Linked DNA regions of Mus musculus: region 2 is linked to region 1. Evidence: chromatin contacts called from public Hi-C data. All regions are on one chromosome and are shown on one strand. Each heading gives the region's core, a stretch centred on a gene start, on an enhancer-like site or on the middle of the called end of the contact. The rest is flanking DNA. Distances are from core to core; before and after follow the strand shown. Region 1 overlaps Gm32014 (predicted gene, 32014). Region 2 holds the start of Arhgap42 (Rho GTPase activating protein 42).

Evidence for each region. A called contact is a pair of places that touch in the nucleus more often than the background predicts.
Region 2: a Hi-C map of uterus shows a contact between it and region 1, with 4 times the contacts expected there. The contact joins the promoter of Arhgap42 here to the enhancer-like site in region 1. A contact is called at or near these places in 2 of 39 promoter capture datasets (cranial neural crest and hippocampal neurons) and 5 of 484 Hi-C or Micro-C datasets (cortical neurons and uterus).

Annotation. Positions count from the first base shown.
Region 1 is chr9:8,695,902-8,703,220 of GRCm38.p6, reverse strand. All of the region lies in intron 3 of Gm32014 (predicted gene, 32014), which reads left to right. Among named protein-coding and RNA genes, the nearest start is that of Gm32014, 41 kb to the left of the region's middle. Within about 2 kb of position 2,335, at least 3 of the 459 cell types and tissues checked have an H3K27ac peak or open chromatin away from gene starts, as enhancers often do. A contact at or near this core is called in uterus, where this site is marked.
Region 2 is chr9:9,234,302-9,241,200 of GRCm38.p6, reverse strand. Arhgap42 (Rho GTPase activating protein 42) reads left to right here and starts at 2,174. Exons shown (of 24, transcript NM_001372563.1): 1 at 2,174-2,575. The coding sequence starts at 2,422. It overlaps Gm16833 (predicted gene, 16833), which reads right to left and starts at 4,913. Exons shown (of 4, transcript NR_045754.1): 1 at 4,750-4,913; 2 at 4,490-4,576.

The DNA of each region.
Region 1 (7,319 bases), core at 1,086-3,585:
GGACCACTGTAGTTTTGCTTCACTGGTTATATTTCTGTTTTTATCATTCACTTACTCCTATTAAGGATCTGGGGCCAAGACCTCTGTATAAGAACATAGGTGTATCAAGACACACCAGGCTTATTTCTCCACATATATTGCTCATTCTTTACATGCTCCCCTAAACTGAAGCATGTGGCCATTCTACATAAAACCATCGACCTTCTTTCTCTGTCCCCTTTGTGGGCACATGTAAAGAGAACTGTTTGTGAGGGTGCAACAGGGAGCAAAGGAAAGTGTTTATAAAACTGTGCAGACATGAGACAAATTTAAGAAAGTGTTCAAGAGGCTGGAGGGTTAAGAACCCTTGCTGCTCTTGCTGAGAACAAAGACACAGTTCCCAGTACCCACCAGGTGGTGCACAACTTGCTTTAACTCCAGTTCTAGGGAAATCTAATGTCCTCTTCTGGCCTCTGCCAGTCATACGAGCACACATGATACACATACATACATGCAGATGTATATATATATATATATATATTTAAATAAATACTTTTAAAAAGAAAATATTCCTAGTAAATAAACACTAGATGAATAGCCATGTTCAGAATTAGAGCATGGCAGAAAAATCCTGTCTTTGCCTTTGCCACACCTTGCCTTATGGCTTGGGTACCCAGGGTTCTTCAATGACCTCTTTGCCAAGGGAAACATTGACAGCCCTGGCCTGCAAAGACACGGGCATTCTAGCTGATTACATTTCCTAGAATATTCTTTGTGCCCAAAGGTAAATCTTATAACCCATAGAAAATCTTGCAAGTCTACATAATAATAACAATGAGATGAAATAAAGTTTCACTTGCAAGCTCTAATATCACAGTGAGGCTGAGTATATTCTCTAAAGAACAAAAATATGACAGCTCTTGGCAGGCTTGCCTCTTAGTACTGGAGATTCAAGACATGTGAGACTTTCATTTACCCGTCAATACTGTTCAAAGAAGTTCACAGGTGGGAGAAATTGGGCTTTCTTGCTGGAAATCTATTTGCATTCCTCACTATGGTGTATCTCCTTCAGTTATAATCTGCCTTATCTATATAATATAATATATATATATATAATCTGCCTTATCTATCAGCTAGAAAGTAAATCCCACTCTCAGTCATGCTCTGGGCTGCCGTCTTATGCATAGATATGTAACTAGCAAGCACATTAATTAGCCATTTATCTTCTGTTTTAAGCTAACTGTGGAGGGGCAGGAAGCATGTCATATCCCTCTCAGCCCTCAGTGCCTAGCACACAGCTGGGCACTTGATAAGAGCTCAGAGGATATTACTAAGATGCAAATGAATTGAAGGTGGCCTTGCTGGGCATGGAGACAGGTAAGAAAGGTATTAATTTTCCTTTGCTTTCCATTTCTTTCTATCCTTTGAAGAAAATTCACTCCAGTGTGTTTAGAAACATTGGTCTTCATTTTCCCATCTGCAGTTAGAGCCCGGTTAACTCTAGCCGAGACAAGCAAACAGCCACACACCTGACCCTCTTTACAGCTCACTCAAGAAAACCAGGCCTCCATCCTGGTCATCACATTGTGAAGGAGCCATTCTGGGCTCATACCAGTCACCAACAACTCTTTGTCCCTGTCAAACAGAAAAATAGATACATGGCCTATAGCTGTCATGAATTGCGGTGCCCATGCTACAAAGGACAAGCCGTTCCTTCTTTACAGTCAATCAAGCTAGTTATGGAAAAGCCATTAGGTCATCTCTGCTGCTCTTTCTTCTGCCTGCGTCAACCCCCTAACTTACCCCTGCAGGAAGTTGTCCAAGCCTAAGTAGTTATTTTTCTAAGTTAATGATGGCAGAGCAGAAACACTGCACTGATGGGAGACAGTGACATCCACGAGCAGATCTTCAGTATCTTGCCATCAATATCTTCCCTTTACACCTGTAACAGCTACTTAAAGCCAGCTCCTGTTCACTTTATTCATCAGCTCTTTCTAAAGCATCCACTGGGAAGATGAAGCTGCATCTATAGGCACTTCAAGGAAAGGGGAAACGCAAGCATTGACTGTGTCTCATTCCTGTTTTCTATGTGCATAGAAGCTGAGGGTTGTGGTAAAAGGGCCAACACTTTTCTAGTAACTCACTTTCTAGTGAGTTTTCAAGAGAAAAAAAAAAACAAAAACAAAACTCTGCCCGATCTGCAACAAAGCCTGATTGCCTGCAGGAAAATGTTCATATTGATGTCCTAAATTTCTTGCAAAGCTAACCTAAGCTTGTGGTCTTAGAAGTCTGGGAACCTCTCACCCAAATCTGCCTTTAGCGGCTGACATCAGAAGCATGGAACAAGCCTGCAGATGTGGACAATGGCGCCCTCTTGTGATGGACTTTGTCACATGCTGTTTGTTCCTGTCCTTGCTGCACAGCTGAAAAGACAATTTGTTCTTTTCCTAACTTCGCTGCAGATAGACAGGAGCAACTTGACCTGAGTCTGCGGATGACTTCAACACTCTCCCATTTAGACACTATCTTCTCTGCCATTATATTCTTGCATTCAGAAAGTACTAGTCTTTGCCGTAAATGAGTTGGGCTTTCAGTTCTGGTTTTAGGAACAATGGTTCACCTTCTTTACTCTCAGCCTCCATGTGGGGACCACTGTGAGAATGAGGTTAAAATAGTATGCAGCAGAGTGAAGCACCTTAGAGAAAAAAAGGATCCAGTAGACAAGGCTTTAGCATAAGGCCACTCTTTTTTTTTTCCAATTTTTATTAGGTATTTTCTTAATTTACATTTCAAATGCTATCCCAAAAGTCCCCTATTACAACCCCCCACCCCGCCCCCGCCGCTCCCCTACCCTCCCACTCCCACTTCTTGGCCCTGGTGTTCTCCTGTACAGGGGCATATAAAGTTAGCAAGACCAAGGGGCCTCTCTTCCCAATGATGGACAACTAGGCCATCTTCTGCTACATATGCAGCTAGAGACACGAGCTCTGGGGTACTGGGTAGTTCATAATGTTGTTGCACCTATAGGGTTGCAGATCCCTTTAGCTCCTTGGGTACTTTCTCTAGCTCCTCCATTGGGAGCCCTGTGATCCATCCAATAGCTGACTGTGAGCATCCACTTCTGTGTTTGCCAGGCCCCGGCATAGTCTCACAAGAGAGCTACATCTGGGTCCTTTCAGCAAAATCTTGCTAGTGTATGCAATGGTGTCTGTGTTTGGTGGCTGATTATAAGATGGATACCCAGTGCAGCAGTCTCTGGAAAGTCCATCCTTTCATCTCAGCTCCAAACTTTGTCTCTGTAACGCCTTCCATAGGTGTTTTGTTCCCAATTCTAAAAAGGGGCGAAGTGTCCACACTTTGGTCTTTGTTCTTCTTGAGTTTCATATGTTTTGCAAATTGTATCTTAGGTAATCTAAGTTTCTGGGCTAATATCCACTTATCAGTGAGTACATATTGTGCGATTTCCTTTGTGATTGGGTTACCTCACTCAGGATGATGCCCTCCAGATCCATCCATTTCCCTAGGAATTTCATAAATTCATTGTTTTTAAAAGCTGAGTAGTACTCCATTGTGTAAATGTACCACATTTTCTGTATCCATCCCTCTGTTGAGGGACATCTGGGTTCTTTCCAGCTTCTGGCTATTATAAATAAGGCTGCTATGAACATAGTGGAACTTATGTTATTATTACCAGTTGGAACATCTTCTGGATATATGCCCAGGAGAGGTATTGCTGGCTGTACTATGTCCAATTTTCTGAGGAACTGCCAGACTGATTTCCAGAGTGGTTGTATAAGCTTGCAATCCCACCAACAATGGAGGAGTGTTCCTCTTTCTCCACATCTTCACCAGCATCTGCTGTCACCTGAATTTTTGATCTTAGCCATTCTGACTGGTGTGAGGTAGAATCTCAGGGTTGTTTTGATTTGCATTTCCCTGATGATTAAGGATGCTGAACATTTTTTCAGGTGCTTCTCAGCCATTCGGTATTCCTCAGTTGAGAATTCTTTGTTTAGCTCTGTGCCCCATTTTTAATGGGGTTATTTGATTTTCTGGAGTCCACCTTCTCGAGTTCGTTATATATATATATTAGATATTAGTGTCCTATCAGGTTTTGGATTGGTAAAGATCCTTTCCCAATCTGTTAGTGGCCTTTTTGTCTTATTGAAAGTGTCTTTTGCCTTACAGAAGCTTTGCAATTTTATGAGGTCCCATTTGTAAATCCTCAAACTTACAGCACAAGCCATTGCTGTTCTATTCAGGAACTTTTCCCCTGTGCCCATATCTTCAAGGCTTTTCCTCCCTTTCTCCTCTATAAGTTTCTATGTCTCTGGCTTTATGTGGAGTTCCTTGATCCACTTAGACTTGACCTTAGTACAAGGAGATAGGAATGGATCAATTCACATTCTTCTGCTTGATAACCACCAGTTAAGCCAGCACCATTTGTTGAAAATGCTGTCTTTTTTTCCCTAAATGGTTTTAGCTTCCTTGTCAAAGATAAAGTGACCATAGGTGTGTGGGTTCATTTCTGGGTCTTCAATTCTATTCCATTGGTCTACCTGTCTGTCGCTATACCAGTACCATGCAGTTTTTTTTGTTTTTTTTTTTTTTTATCACAATTGCTCTGTAGTACAGCTTTAGGTTACGCATGGTGATTCCACCAAAGGTTTTTTTATCATTGAGAAGAGTTTTTGCTATCCTAGGTTTTTGTTATTCCAGATGAATTTGCAAATTGTCCTTTCTAATTCGTTGGAGAATTGAGTTGGAATGTTGATGGGGATTGCATTGAATCTGTAGATTGCTTTCAGCAAGATAGCCGTTTTTACTATATTGATCCCACCAATCCATGAGCATGGTCTTTCCATCTTCTGAGATCTTCTTCAATTTCTTTCTTCAGAGACTTGAAGTTCTTATCATACAGATCTTTCACTTCCTTAGTTAAAATCACGCCATGGTATTTTATATTATTTGTGACTAATGTGAAGGGTGTTGTTTCCCTAATTTCTTTCTCAGCCTATTTATCCTTTGTGTGGATAGAGGCCATTGATTTATTTGAGCTAATTTTATATCCAGCTACTTCACTGAAGCTGTTTATCAGGTTTAGGAGTTCTCTGGTGGAATTTTTAGGGTCACATATATACTATCATGTCATCTGCAAATAGTGATATTTTGACTTCTTCCTTTCCAATTTGTATCCCCTTGACCTCCTTTTGTTGTCTAATTGCTCTGTCTAGGACTTCAAGTACTATGTTGAATAGGTAGGGAGAAAGTGGGCAGCCTTGTCTAGTCCCTGATTTTAGTGGGATTGCTTCCAGCTTCTGTCCGTTTACTTTGATGTTGGATACTGGTTTGCTGTAGATTACTTTCAACATGTTTAGATATGGGCCTTGAATATTTGATCTTTCCAAGACTTTTATCATGAATGGGTATTGGATTTTGTCAAATGCTTTCTCAGCATCTAACGAGATGATCATGTGGTTTTTGTCTTTGAGTTTGTTTATATAGTGGATTACATTGATGGATTTCCGTATATTAAACCATCCCTGCCTCCCTGGAATGAAGCCTACTTGGTCAGGATGGATGATTGTTTTGATGTGTTCTTGGATTCGGTTGTCCCTTGCTCTAGGTAAAGGGACACTATAGCCAAGTGGCACACAGATGAGGAGGAGTGCAATCATTCTTAACAATTCTTTGTTCAAAATTAGTCAAAATTTTGTCAAGGAAAATTAAACATTTACTCTGCACATTTACCAGATTCTTCTGTGTGTGTCTGTATCTAGACCAGATAATGAGCAGCCAGTGGAGCACTGGGCCACACCTTGACCAGAACTGTTCAGATCTGCATATACTTGGCTCACTAACTAAACTTTGGTCTCACTTCAGAACATCAAAGGTGGACCTATGAGGTCATGAGGAATGCGGCCTCAAATTTGTTTATCCTTCCCAGTGTCTGCTTCCCACCCTTAATTCATCTCTGTCTCCTGAGGGTGAGCCACGGAACCTGGCTTGGATCACAGGTTATAAGCCCCAAGTTCTGTGGTCAGCGGCAAACCTTGGTCTCCAGATTCTCATTACAGTGTATGTTATACCTCTTGAAATAGTGAAGGGAAATCCACACAAAACCAGCTTCAGCCTAAAGCATCTCTTAGGGTACAAGGGCCAGGTTTTTCTTTGTGTCTCAGCATTGTTTTGTGTGCTTACATTCAGTCACAATAAGTACATGGCCTTTCTTAGTCCTGGGTATGGTAATGTAAAGCCATCTCTTGGGGGCTTGTGTGTCTGTGGCTTTGGGATGTCACAGGTCCTGTAAGCTACAAGTTTTCCCCTAGGGCTGTGAAAGTGTGTGTGAGGGGTGGGTTGGTTTTCTTGCCAGGGTAGGAACTGAAATTGAAGCTGAAAATGAACCGCCTCAACACTAAACATGCACACATCCTACTGCAGAAAGAAAGGCAGCCACAGCCCTGGGGTACTGGCATGCCAACTCTCACTCCTCACTCCCTCCATGTCTCTGCTGTGCATTTAAAGCCCAAAGCTCCCAAATACTCTCTGTGTGGCTTTGTTCATAGTCTGTGGATTGGATTGAGCTTGAGTGCTGTCATCTCTTCCTAAGAAGTAGCATCTACGTGATGGAGTTTTCATGGAGATTTGAATAAATAAGGCAGATAAAGGAAGACCTGGCATGAACTCTACCTGGCCCCTATGTTTAATAGATGACAATTGTTGTTATTATTTCTAAATTATATGCAGTATATTATTTCTAAATTTTATGCAACACAAAAGAACTTTTTAATGGCAACAATTAGGTGATAAAATAAATTAGTTAAAAAAATCAGGTCTCTGTAGTAAGATGCTTGCTGTGTAAGAGAACCTGAGTCCAAATCCCAGATGTCCAAAAGTGTAGGTGTGGCCATGTGTGCACCTATAGCCTAAGCACTGTGCAGACAGAGACAGTAGGGAGGCTGGGGCTTGCAGACTGACAACCTGGCTCTAGGTTCAGTGAGAGAGTGCATCTCAACAGGACAGTGAAAGTGACTGAGCAGAATATGGATGCCTAGTGTCTCCACTGTCTTCTCAGTACCTGCAGACCATTGACTGTCTCCCTACACCTATCTCACCTACACCTACACACACACACACACTTCACACATATACCACATATGCACACAAACATCGCATACCACACACACAGTACATAGATATATCTCAGGTACACACACAAACAACACAAAGCAGATCACACACACACATACACACACATCACCACACACAGTATGCACACATACCTCATAGAAACACACACACACAGAGCACATATTACACACATCAACACACACACACAG
Region 2 (6,899 bases), core at 925-3,424, 540 kb before region 1:
GTTGCAACGAATATACTTGGTCATTTTCTGGATTTTCTTTCCTGAGAAGCGCTCAGGGTCATGCAGGATGCTCCAATATTTCTGCCTTCTCATATAAATCATGTTACCTGGGTCCCAGTGGTGTAGATAGTCAGCTTAAAACACGATTACCTCTATGCTTGAGGGAATGATAACCCAGGTATTAGAATCTAGACTACAGCTGCCTATAAGACTCCCGCAGAAACCTCACCAACAACTAAAAGCTGCTTATCAAAGCAATCCACAGAATTGGTTATAAGGCAGTTATGAGACAGAAGCCATTTTCTTGCTTTATAATGTTTCAAACTGGATCATAACATTTAGGTGCTTAGAACAGCAGCTACATAAAAAAGTTGTGAGTATACCATTTGTTAACCATTGCTGGTTTTCTGTCCTTCAGTTTGTGTGACAAATGGTTAAATCACAGTACTTGAAAGACAACTAGCTCACTATAGCCCCTTCATAGTTGATGAACAGTATTATTGCCTTCCCTTGTACTTCCAAATGAGGCATCTATGAAACTGACAGACAAGCTCCACACTCAGAAATTAAAATAGCTAAGATGAGGGCTGGCAAGACGGCTCAGCTGACAAAAGTGATTGCTGCTAGGCCAGAGAATCTGAGTTCAATCCCTGGTTTATCCCTTGTGGAAGGAACCAGTTACAGCCGAGTGTCCCTTGACTTCCACTGTTCAGATGTGTGTTCCCATCCCTAGAAATAAATATCACAAAAAGAAAATGTATAGAACTGTCATCACACATTTCTAAAGTGTGCAGACTCGTACTAAAAATATGGATGTAAGCTTTTAAAATGAGAATTTAAAAAAAGTCATCAAGCATACTGTTTACATGGTTTTGTCTGTTTTAAAGTTTACATGCTATTTTTGCTTTTTGTTTTGTTTTGTTGTTTTGTTTGTTTGGTTTTTCGAGACAGGGTTTTTCTGGGTAGCCCTGGCTGTCCTGGAACTCACTCTGTAGACCAGGCTGGCCTCGAACTCAGAAATCCACCTGCCTCTGCCTTCCGAGTGCTGGGATTAAAGGCATGCACCACCATTCCTGGCTGTTTACATGCTACTTTTAATGTTATTGTATGGCTGAAAAAAATTGCAGCTAAAGGTTCCTGAAATTTAATTGGGAAAAAATGTAAAGCACTTCAGTGGATTTTCCCATGATTTGTACAAGTTTCTTTTTTCCTTCCTTCCTTTCTTTTTTAAAAACAGATGGTTCAAATATACAAAGCAGTGGAAATGTAGAAATTAAAAACAGATCCTTAAGAAAAGTAACGGAGTTCTCAAAAAAGCTACAGGTGAGTGCAGGATGACATAAAATAGTAGGTTATTTTGTTGTCAGGGTTTCAACAGAACGCACATTTATTAGGTCAACCTCTGCTAATTGACTCTTTGCAGGAATTCATATATATATATTCATCTCAGAGACAGTGTTTCTCTGTGTAGTCCATGTTGGCCTTGAACTCTTGGCAATTCTCCTGCTTCAGCCAGTTGAATGCAGGTATTACCTACCACCACCACCAAAGGAATTAATGATTCCTTTGAAATGCTTGATCAGGTCAAGTCGATGAAAGTCTCTGAACTTGTAGGTCCACCCACCCAGGTGTCAATTAGAGACACTAAAACAGGGGTATATAACATGTGAAATGAGTTAATAAAATCAATTCCCCTTTCTTACAGACTGAGGGATAACACCCAACACACCTCACTGATGGGTCAATGCAGCGGGGTTGGGAGTCAGGCGGGACATCCTTTCTATTTTGGACTTATGGGCAGGACCCTGAAGTGAAACTTGAACCGGCTGGGAAGTGGTAGTTCCCGCAGGGGTTAACGTGGGAGTCAGACTGTTCCTGAGGGGGACGCTGGGGGTTGGAGATGGTTTGGGGCGCACAGGGCCTGGCGCTCTCAGTGGGCCCAGACGGGGACGGGTAGGAATCGGGTGAGGCTACAACACAGCAGTGCTGGGTGCGGGGAGCAAAGTGCGCACCGCAGGGACCGGGCGGGGACCGGGCGGGGACAGCGAGGGGCGGGGAGGGTGGAGGAGGGTCTGCCCGGGAGCTGCAGGCCGGCCCGCGTGCGCTCCGCACAGGGGGCGGGTTTCCCTACGGGCCCGAGTCGCCGTGAGGCGCCGCCAGCTAAGCGCGCGCCACTGTCCCCAGGGTCAGCGAGTGACGCTGTCAGAAGACTCCTCTGCGCTACAGCTTGTAGCCTCGCCACCCCCACGGTGCGAGCGAGCGACGATGCGAGCCGGTGACAGCGCCCGGAGCCTCCGCCCGGCCTCGGGGCAGCTGCACTGAGCCCGGCGCGCGGGGCCCAGTCCTCCGCTCTCCCCAGCGCTCCCCCGCGTTCGCAGTGTCCCCGCACCCGCCGCAGCTAGCGGCCGCCGCGCCTGGGCCATGGGGCTGCCCACTCTGGAGTTCAGCGATTCGTATTTGGACAGCCCGGATTTTAGGGAGCGATTGCAGTGTCACGAGATCGAGCTGGAGAGAACCAACAAGTTCATCAAAGAGCTGCTGAAGGATGGCTCTCTGCTCATCGGGGCGCTGAGAAGTGAGTGACGGGCCCCCAAGTGTGCAAGACCCCATGGGGTGCGGGACCCTGGTTGGGAAGCCCCAGACCGAACTTCTTTTGTTTGAATGGATTGGGGACAAAAGCTGAAGAGCTCCCCTGCTGGTGGCCAACAAAGTCTGTTCTTAGTGGTGCGGATTTACTTCCCAGGCAACACTGGGGAGGAAAAGTTTCCCCTACAGCCCTTGAGAGTCAACTTTTGAGACTTGTCAGTGAAAAGTTGGTAGAGACTTTCACTTTTGTTTGTTGTTGCTAAAGTTTCGGTGCCTGGTTGTTGTTGTTGTTGTTTTTGGTGGGGGGTTGGTTTTGTTGTTGTTGTTTTAAATTGTTTTGATTTTTCGTTTTAAGGTGGTGGAGAGAGCCACGCCAGTCAGGGCAACAGAGTGAGACCCTGTCTCATAAACAAAACAAACAAACCAAACAACAACAACAACAAATCAAAGCAAGCCAAACTCTCTGGGAAGAGTGGAAACAAGGGAGTCTGGAGAGTTAAAGTGAAGCTAGTGAATTTAATAATACTTTAGGAAAAGTAATTTCATACAACAATGACTCGTCATTGATTTGACCTTTTAAAAATACACGTCTGCAGTTTGGCCATTGGTAAGCTGTTTGGACCCAATAGGGTACCCGTGTATTTTAAAGCCCTTGTGAGTGTTCTGTTCGTATTAAATTTTGGCTTGCATCGTGTGGTGTGCAGTGTTGGTCATTGGTGAGAGCTCAGGTCTACATTCAGTCAGACCTGGTAGATGTCAGTATCTTTCCCACACTTCTCCCTTCAGGATATTCTTTACTCGTTTCTCCTTTAGAACTTCCCCTTCCATTATTACAACTCAAGCTTTCTCATACTGAGAACCAAGTGGATTACTTAGTACACGCTAAACGTTAACCATTGCCTTTCCCAGAATCCACTTGTGTCTTACATGGAAAATTGGGAAGGCTTCAGCTTCTGAAAAGAGAAGTGCTTCGGACTCTGGCCTCTTATGAGGGCGCTTACAGGATGGAGAGGCCTCTGGGTGATCTGGTAGTCCCCAGGACATGTTCAGGGTTGCTGTAATTGCACAGATGGAATGCCCATTGTCAATTAATTGGGATTTGAGACTACTATGATAATGATTATTTACTGTGGTTTGTGACAATGTGCAATGCTTCTTTGCAGTTCCTTGAGTTGTTACTAGGGAACCCTCCTCGCCAGGGATGCCTCCTCATAGAGGCTAAACCATTCCTGGTGTGTTATGCTAGGCAGGCTGACTACACTTGGGATCTCAGGTGCTCTGCATTTGGTGTTTCGCACGTTGGAAATACTTCCTGACACGTGTGTTTTTTCACTGGTGCTGTTGCACACTTCCCTGGGATTCTTCAGCTTAGCTTTATAAAGGCAATGTGTTTCTCAGCCCTGTTAGAGCTGTTCTGTCATGCACACCAGAGGAAGTGGTGAGTGTATCAAGACCTAGAGAATAACAGGAATGCCCAACCTTCTGATATTGTTATTTGAAGATCTACTGTTCTGCATCCACAGCTACCCTGAGACAAATGCAGCCTGTAGGCTGGCCCTGACTAGGCTGGACATATTGAGACCCTGCCTCATGAAACCAGCCGTATGCCCTTAAATGTATAAACCTGTTATCTTTCCAGAATGCTGTGTGATGACAGTGCATTCTTTTTTTTTTTTTTTTTTTTTTTTGGGTTTTTGAGACAGGGTTTCTCTGAGTAGCCCTGGCTGTCCTGGAACTCACTTTGTAGACCAGGCTGGCCTCGAACTCAGAAATCCGCCTGCCTCTGCCTCCCAAGTGCTGGGACTAAAGGCGTGCACCACCACGCCCGGCATGACAGTGCATTCTTGTAACTAACACGCACTTATTACTTCTTTCATTATGAAAGAAATGTTTTATTTCTTACCAAAGAATTCCCAGAACTTGTGAGTTGGCTCGGTGGGTAACCATGCATGCCATGCAAGCCTGACCACTTGAGTTCACACTCCGGAACCTGTGGTGGAAGGAGAGAAGAAATTCCCAAGACACTTCAGATGATCACAGGCAAGCCAACACACACACACACACACACACACACACACACACACACACACCCCCCAGTATCAGCTATCAAATGGGGAAGCAAACAGTCCTTGAGGTCACAGTAGAGTACTGCCTGTTGCTCACCAATACAGTCTTCCGTATGGAGGATCCTTCAGGCCAGGCCACTGCTGCTAGACACCCTCCCTCTTAAGCTGCTGGGATCCCACTACCTTGTTTGAAGGTTCTGAAGTTGTCTTAGTGCTTTCCCAGTCTCACTGAGGGAGCCCTGATCCTCCAGTTGCCCTTCTGACTTTTCCTCACCTTTCTGAGGGGGTTTTCAACTAGTTTAATTGTTAAGCCTATGGTCCATTTCAGCATTTTAACTAAACATTGTTTCACTAATGATTTTCTAATATAACCCTGTTTAACTAATGATATCAGTGTCTGGTTTCTATTCTCAATTATATAGTAACTTTTTCTCTATGCATTGTGTTTGTTTGTTTGTTTGTTTGTGGCAGATCCTTATGTAGCCTAGGCTGGCTCTGAGCTCTCTATCTTGCTGTTTCTACCTCTGGAGTCCTGGTATTATTGTCTCACGGCACTATAATAATTGTACATACTTTTTTTGTTGTTGTTTTGGTTTTTATGTATAGCACGCCTGTTTCAATAAGATTACACACATGCTTCTTGACCCAAGTTTCTTTAGTTGATTGTAAGATTGCTCATATATTCAACTAGAAAGTTTTATTCTGTGGGCTTTTTGTGGTTGTTGATGTTGTTTCTTTGTACTTTGAGACAATGTGTCACGATGTAACTCAGATAGGCCTTGATTTAAAATGCATCTGTTACAAGTTCTCCAGTTCTGGGATCACAGGATTGTACTACCATACTGAGTTTAAAATTGTATTTTATGTGTAGGAATGTTTGCCTCTGTAGATGTGTATATCATATGTACTCTCCATGCCTTCAGAGGTCAGAAGAAGGTGTCATGTCCTCTGGGACTGAAGTTTTAGACAGTTGTGAGTCACCATGTGGGTGGTAGGAATCAAACTCAGGTGCTCTGGAAAAGCAGCCATCCCCCCCGCCCCCCCATGAGATCTCAATATGTTGCCCAGGATAGGTTTGAATGCCTCAGCTTGATTGATCTTCTTGCCTTCAGTTTCCATAGCTGTTGGTCTGACAGGCTCATGTGATTGTATTTTAAATATGTATAAAATACCTGTGTTATTACACATTTTTGTGTCCACTCTGAGGGACAGGCTTATGGTTCAGCATTTTGAGCTTGACTTAAGTTTGAATCCCAGGTATGCTAGCTATAAACTTAGTAGCTACAAACCTCATTGCTATGGTTTTCTGCTTATTTTGTCATGTACTTTATATCTGTGTTTGATAATGTTCATGATAACAGTGACTCAAGTTTTGTTCAAGATGTGTGACTCAAAATCTCCACTCTTTTTTTTTTTTTTTTTTTTTTTTTTTGGTTTTTCGAGACAGGGTTTCTCTGTGTAGCCCTGGCTGTCCTGGAACTCACTTTGTAGACCAGGCTGGCCTCGAACTCAGAAATCCGCCTGCCTCTGCCTCCCGAGTGCTGGGATTAAAGGCGTGCGCCACCACGCCCGGCTCTTTTTTTTTTTTTTTTTTTTTTTGAGACAGGGTTTCTCTGTATAGCCCTGGCTGTCCACTCTTAAACAATCATAAAATCAGTTTTTTACTTATTTGTTTTTCCTTTTAAAGCATCATATGTGCTGAAATATTTCAGAGTTATTCTCTTATGTCTTTTCCCATGTACTAGTCTTTTTTTATACTTTTAGTTTAAAGAATCCTCGAGAAAGAACAAAAATGAACTTTTGTTCTTGAAGTGGATAGTTGGGGGAGAAAATGGGATTGAAAATAACTATGAAACTTCAACTATTCTACTTTAAAGGGGGAAACGCATGAGGTGATGAGTAGATTACCTTATAGCCATTCTGGGGTACACGCATGTGTCAGAATGGAACTTTGTGTGCCATAAGTATATACAGTTTTGTCAAGTGTGTGTGTGTGTTTCAGAGGAAACTTCCGGCTGTCATTTCTGTTTTCCACCTTGTTTTCAGAGTCAAGGTCTCTCCCTGGCCTGGAATTCACCTTCAACTAGACTAGGCTGGTGGGCCATGAAGCCCCAGGGACTGTCTGTTTCTGTCTCCCCAGTGTTGTGAATGAACAATCGAACCACCACATCCAGGTGTTTGTTTGCTTGTTTGTTTCTCTCTCTTTTTTTCTTTTCTCCTCTCTCTCTCTCTCTCTTTTTCTTTGAG